Linked DNA regions of Mus musculus: region 2 is linked to region 1. The links are chromatin contacts, called in public promoter capture Hi-C maps. All regions are on one chromosome and are shown on one strand. The core of a region is the stretch at or near the end of the contact, and the rest is flanking DNA. Distances in the headings are between cores, read along the strand shown. Region 1 has its middle 94 kb from the start of Ppp1r14bl. Region 2 has its middle 3.6 kb from the start of Ppp1r14bl.

Evidence for each region. Promoter capture Hi-C pulls out the DNA fragments that hold promoters and counts their contacts.
Region 2: a contact with region 1 is called in a promoter capture Hi-C map of hippocampal neurons, with 2.7 times the contacts expected there. The contact joins two enhancer-like sites. A contact is called at or near these places in 1 of 39 promoter capture datasets (hippocampal neurons) and 2 of 9 other capture datasets (liver and pancreatic islet).

What each region holds. Positions count from the first base shown.
Region 1 is chr1:23,006,786-23,009,798 of GRCm38.p6, reverse strand. No RefSeq gene overlaps it. Among named protein-coding and RNA genes, the nearest start is that of Ppp1r14bl, 94 kb to the left of the region's middle. Within about 2 kb of position 1,523, at least 9 of the 459 cell types and tissues checked have an H3K27ac peak or open chromatin away from gene starts, as enhancers often do. A contact at or near this core is called in hippocampal neurons, where this site is marked.
Region 2 is chr1:23,097,164-23,100,083 of GRCm38.p6, reverse strand. No RefSeq gene overlaps it. Among named protein-coding and RNA genes, the nearest start is that of Ppp1r14bl, 3.6 kb to the left of the region's middle. Within about 2 kb of position 1,488, at least 14 of the 459 cell types and tissues checked have an H3K27ac peak or open chromatin away from gene starts, as enhancers often do. A contact at or near this core is called in hippocampal neurons, where this site is marked.

The DNA.
Region 1 (3,013 bases), core at 274-2,773:
TCTTGTGGTAGCCCATAACTCTCTGTAATTCCTGTCCCAGAGGGCCTGACACCCTCTCCTGGTCCCTGTTGGCATGTATGCATGTGGTATGGACATATATGTAACAAAATATCCATACACATAGGCATAAAATAAGCAAAAAGATTAAAAGTAAAACCAAAAATATTGATGGCTTATGTTCTGGGTCTGGTCCAAGTGAAGCAATGGGCCTTGAACTGTGTTGGGGATAGGAAAAATGTGCGCACAAGTCTTCTACAAGAGGGACTGACCACTGAATTGGTGGACGGTATGTGAAACTTACTCAAACCAGAGCAGCATGGCAGAAGGGGAGAGAACAAAAATGTGTGGATGTCGCTGTTGGTGTACATTTAGTCATTCCCCCTTGATAGCATCAGTAAAGGATGCTGAAAAAAAACCTTTAGGAGATCCTTATTTTTTCGGATGCTGATTTTGATTCTAGGGGATGCTCTATGCTGAACAAACAGGGCGAACGCTGTTCTTCAGCATACATTGTACTTGCGACAGACACATGAAGGTTACCCCTGCATGTTTGTTTTGAACCCCTTTCAGCAGATACAAAGGGAAGAGCAAGTCACCCTGTGTGCTTATGGAATATGTGCACCATGTGCTTGATGCTGTAAAGTGCCGGTTAACCAAACTCTGTTAATCAGGGTCAACTTATTGTATTGACATAGCCCACGTGTGATGCGTTATCTTATCCATTTTATTGAGTTGAGACAAGTTTAGGAGATTAGTGGACCGTTTGCAGACATGGTTAGATCAAAAGCTCCTATAAAGGGTTAATTAGCTTAAGGATTCAACATTTTAGTAGACTGTTGGGAGGTGGTGGAACAGTGGAAGACAGGTCAGATTGGATGCTGTGGATCAATAGAAGTTTATCTTTGAAGGTATATCTTGGCCTCATCTCTTCCTGTTATTCTTTGCTTCCTGTACACTGAAAATGGCATCAATGCTGACACATCATCATCACATTGAATAAGATGGCTTGTTCCATCATTTTTATAGACTCTGACTAGACATAAGTGCACGAACATAGCTTTATTAGCATAGCCATTGGTTATGGAATTACTCACTTGATCACCTAATGTCCGTTCAGCCTAAACTCTGCTGGATGCATCAGTGGGAGAAATGACTTCCTCAGATTGCTCGTGGGTGAAGCGCTAATCCTGATGATGATTAGGATATAGCCCAGCCTCTATGGTAACAAGAGAATTATTAAAGTGTAGTTTAAGCATGAAACAATGAAGCTACTCTGATGCTGAGAAGGCTGGGGAAGATCCTGACCGGCCTCATTTCTTACTCCTCACCTTCCAAACCAAAGCTTTTTTATAAAGTGTCACAAAGGATTTCCAGTAATGGCTCAGGGGCAAGAGGTTCTCTAATAACACAGGTACAGCTTGATAGGACGTGATATTTTTCTAGCAAGTTAACAACCATTGGCCATAACATACTGGTTACAGAGCTTGGCACCTAGATTTTGTATTGGGGGGAGGCTTCAAAGCAATCTGCTTCAAAATGAAGCCAACAGTGTGTTTCTGCCAAGAGAGGATGACAGTGTTCTAAATGGAATTGTCTCATGATGGCACCAAGGTTTTTAATTTTTCCTCCCTTTATGCCATATCCTTTCTGCAGTTGGTTAATAAAATATAAATGCAATTATCTTGTGAAACAAGCCTTTAAAGAACTCTGTTCCCAGAGAATTTCATCTGGGGTGTGTTTGACACATATTTATTTATAGAAGGCTGTGACACCATTATCCACCTTGTGTGCTGCTGGGTAGCACCTAGTAACAGAGCTACCACGTTCCTAGCCGGGGCTTATGTAAAGCATATGTTTACTTAGGTAGCAGGTGTGGTTATTTATTCCCTCCGTTGCATTCTACAAACCAGGCAGAACATCACGTCCAAGCCTAAAAACCTAAAAATCAGTAAGTGACAATCTCTCCTTTCCAAGTTGAGGTCAAAGAAATTTGAGACAGGGATAATTTATAAGCATATAAGTATTTGAAATTAAATAGCATCAGTAATTTATTTTATTATTTTAAGAGGATGGAGGAAGTATCGTGGTATAAATAAGCTAATGGACACCTGTCGGGGAGGGTATGTCAGAATCTTGGATTCAAAGTAACAGTAAAGAAGGGCACATCTGTTCTCTTAGGAGGATTCTGTTCTGCTAATGTGTTTCTTGTTGCTTTTGGGGTTAGTGGTGGATTCTGCTCTCTGTCGATATGTTCACCTCCACTTGGAGAATTTAAGTTTAGATTCCTATCAAGGGACATTTTTTTAAGATGTATTTATTTTATGTATGTGAGTACAGTGCAGCTGTACAGATGGTTGTGAGCCTTCATGTGGTTGTTGGGAATTGAATTTTAGGACCTCTGCTCTCTCTGGTCAACTCCACTCACTCAGCCCCTTCTTGCTCTGGCCCAAAGATTTACTTATTATTATACATAAGTACACTGTAGCTGACTTCACACACACCAGAAGAGGGTGTCAGATCTCATGATGGGTGGTTGTGAGCCACCATGTGGTTGCTGAGATTTGAACTCAGGAAAGAACAGGAAGAATAGTCAGTGCTCTTACCCACTGAGCCATCTTGCCAGGCCGGGATTTTTTTTTTTTTTTTTTCTTCTTCACTAAATCAGACTAATATCTCTGGGTAAGATCCAGTAGTTGCTATCCAAACTTTAGGAGGCTCTGTAAATATTTGGGAGTGTTTAACTGAAAAAAAATACTCCCAACTTACCCTGTAAGTCTGCCAGTCTACCAGGGTCTCTGCTAATCTCCTTAGCAGGGGTCGGGGTGGAGGTGGAGGGTCTTTGTTCACTGCTTTGGCCATGTATGTTTATATGCCATTTATAGTGTTTCTTTTGTATGTTGCTACTTTTGTCTTTTGCCAAAGATTTATAAGACATATATATTTATCTTAATATTACATTACAAAAATGTTCTTGGATGCTATTATCACATAATCACACGTGACTCTATGGAGG
Region 2 (2,920 bases), core at 239-2,738, 90 kb before region 1:
AATCCATCTTCCACTCATTTCAAATGAGGCTCCAACACCTGTTAAGTTTCATGATAAGTGCACATTCTGTCTTCCATTGGCACCAATCCCTCCCTCCAGCCTGAGCACCTGCTGTGTAAGATCTGGTCAGGAACAGGCCTGGACAAGCAGTTTACAGGCATAGAAAATCATTCCAGCTATTCAATGTATAGTGTGGTGTGGTGGTTTGAACATGCTTGGCCCAAGGGAATTGGCATCATTACGAGGTATGGCCTTTTGGAGTAGGTGTAGCCATGTTGGAGGAAGCACATCACTGTGGGGGTGGGCTTTGAAGCTCTGCCCCATGAGGAAGAGTCAGTTTCTCCTGGCTGCAGTCAGATCAAGATACAGAACGCTCAGCTCCTTTCACACCATGCCTGCCTGAACACAACATGGTAAGCATGCTCCTGCCTTGATGATAATGGACTGAACCTCAGAACCAGTAAGCCAGCCCCAGTTGAATGTTGTCCTTATAAGAGTTGTCTTGGTCATGGTGTCTCTTCATAGCAGACATGTGGACATAGAATCCAGTGATGTGAATTCATGAGGCAGGGAATGTAAAGGATTATACAGAATGAAAACATCATACAGGATGGTCTTTCTTGCCGTTTGAAGGAAGCTGGATTTTCACAAAGTTGCGAAAATATCAGGCAAGTAGTGAGAGACATGTCTTCTTCCCTCTACCACTTCCAAAATTTCCCTTAACTGCCCTGAAGCTCACACCATATGAACTTTTGAGAGGCAAAGCTTAGAGATTCATTATTCTCATGTCTAGCCTAGGAAACAGTTGCCCTCCTGTAGGAAAAGGCTGTTTCTTTTAACTCTCTGTCTTTGTCTGTCTCTGTCTGCCTGCCTGCCTGTCTGTCTGTCTGTTTCTCTCTCTCTCTCTCTCTCTCTCTCTCTCTCTCTCTCTCTCTCTCTCTCTCTCTCTCTCTCTCTCTCTCTTTCTCCATCACTTGTTTGGCATCAAAGAACGGGGTGATGATAAGGTTGAAGAGAAAAAGCATATTTCTACTGCAAGCAAAAATATTTTGAAATATTTGGATGTCAAATCTTCTTGGTTGCCAAATTCCTAGTTCAACTCTCACTTTATTTTCCCTTAACTTGAACACTTTTCTAAAGACAGAAAGCAGGATGCTATAGCCTAACCTATAGTGATAGATTCTGTGTCATTGGCTCAGGGTTTAGGTTAAAACAGATTAGATTTTGGCCATATGGTTGGTGGGGAGTGGAAGAATTGGTCAAACTTAGTTTCTGGAAAGAAAAATTTGGAATGGGGTTGAGGAAGTGGGGGGATGATGAAGGATGGAAATGAGAGCTAATTCCCATGTAAAATCTGCAGCAAGACTGCTGGTTGGATATGGATACTTGCCTCCTAAATGTAGGCAGACTGCGGCGTGTTTTAGATGCAGGGATTACACAATCTGTTACAACATAAGCTCAAAATGGATTTTCCTTGTGGGACATGTGTGAAAAACTCCTTCCAAATTTAAAAAAAAAAAAAGAAAGTGGTTATAGTTAACTGCAGCATACTTTAACAGAATAGAATCATAAAAAAGGTTGGCTCAGGTCTTTTCCCCATACAGTATGTTTTCCCCAAACAAGAACTGAAACCCGGGCTAGTGAGGTAGCTCAGGAGGTAAAAACGGTTGTTATGCAAGTTGGGAGACCTGAATTCAACCCCCAAAAGCCACCTAAAGGAGGAGGGAGAGAACAGATTCCCCAAAGTTGTTCTCTGACCTCCACATATATATGTTGTACTCTCGCCACCTCCTACATTATACATACATACACTAACAAATAAATACACGTGATAAACGTTTCAGATTTAATTTCTACACATCACATAGGAATGGTGCAGACTCTCTGAAACCAGCCAAATGCACATTTGCCAAGAAACAAGAGGAGAGCTTTGGCCCAAGTTCCTGAAACACTGTTTTATTGCCAATTTGAGGCCTAGGCACATTTTCTACAAAAGGCAAAAGTCTTTCCCTAAAGATTCTCCATGCTTACCCCACCTCAACCACTCACCAAGAGAACTTGGAGGTAACGTTAACTAATTTATAATTTCCAGCCACATTTAATTAGTTTTCCACCTCATTGCTGTTTACAAATGCTATCGCACATTGAGTAATGACTCCATGCTTGTTTGCCTGGTACAACTACAGCTTGAAAAAAGGCTAAAATACAAGAATTTAAACTGCTATTTAAAATACATACACACACACACACACACACACACACACACACACACAGAAGGCTTAACTCGTCTAAGGTACCCAATCATGTAATAACAGCTTCCGAACTTAGGATCTATGTAACAAAGATCAATTTCTAGGCTGTACAGTGTCTGCTAAATTTTTGATAATATGCATGTGTGTTCTTTACTGGGTATTGATCTTCTTGCATCAGATCTCTGATAGTAGACACAATAATATATACTAATCAGTAATAGTAATTTTAAAAAGTTACCCACACTATTTTGAAAATATTTATTTTAATTGCATGTGTGAGTGTTTGCCTGCATATATGTATGTGCACCATGTGTATGCCTGGTGTCTAGAGAGACCAGAAGAGGACATTGATGTGAGTACTGAGAAACAAACTCAGACACTCTGCAAATGAGTACTGTCTCCTATCTGCTGAGCTGTCTCTCCAGTATCTAACAATGTAGATGTTTAAGCAAACCAATAAAAGTATCACAAAGTTTATTTCTAATACTAAAATGCAATACTTGCCTGTAGACAGGATTTTCTTAAGGCGATGTTCCAAGTATTAGGCTCATGTATATTCATGACATTGAAATTGCTGCCAATCATTACATTCATCTCTGGTTTCTGATTTACCTCCTGTAACACATACCCTGTCACAAACATTTTAGCCAGCTGTCTTAGGGTTTTAT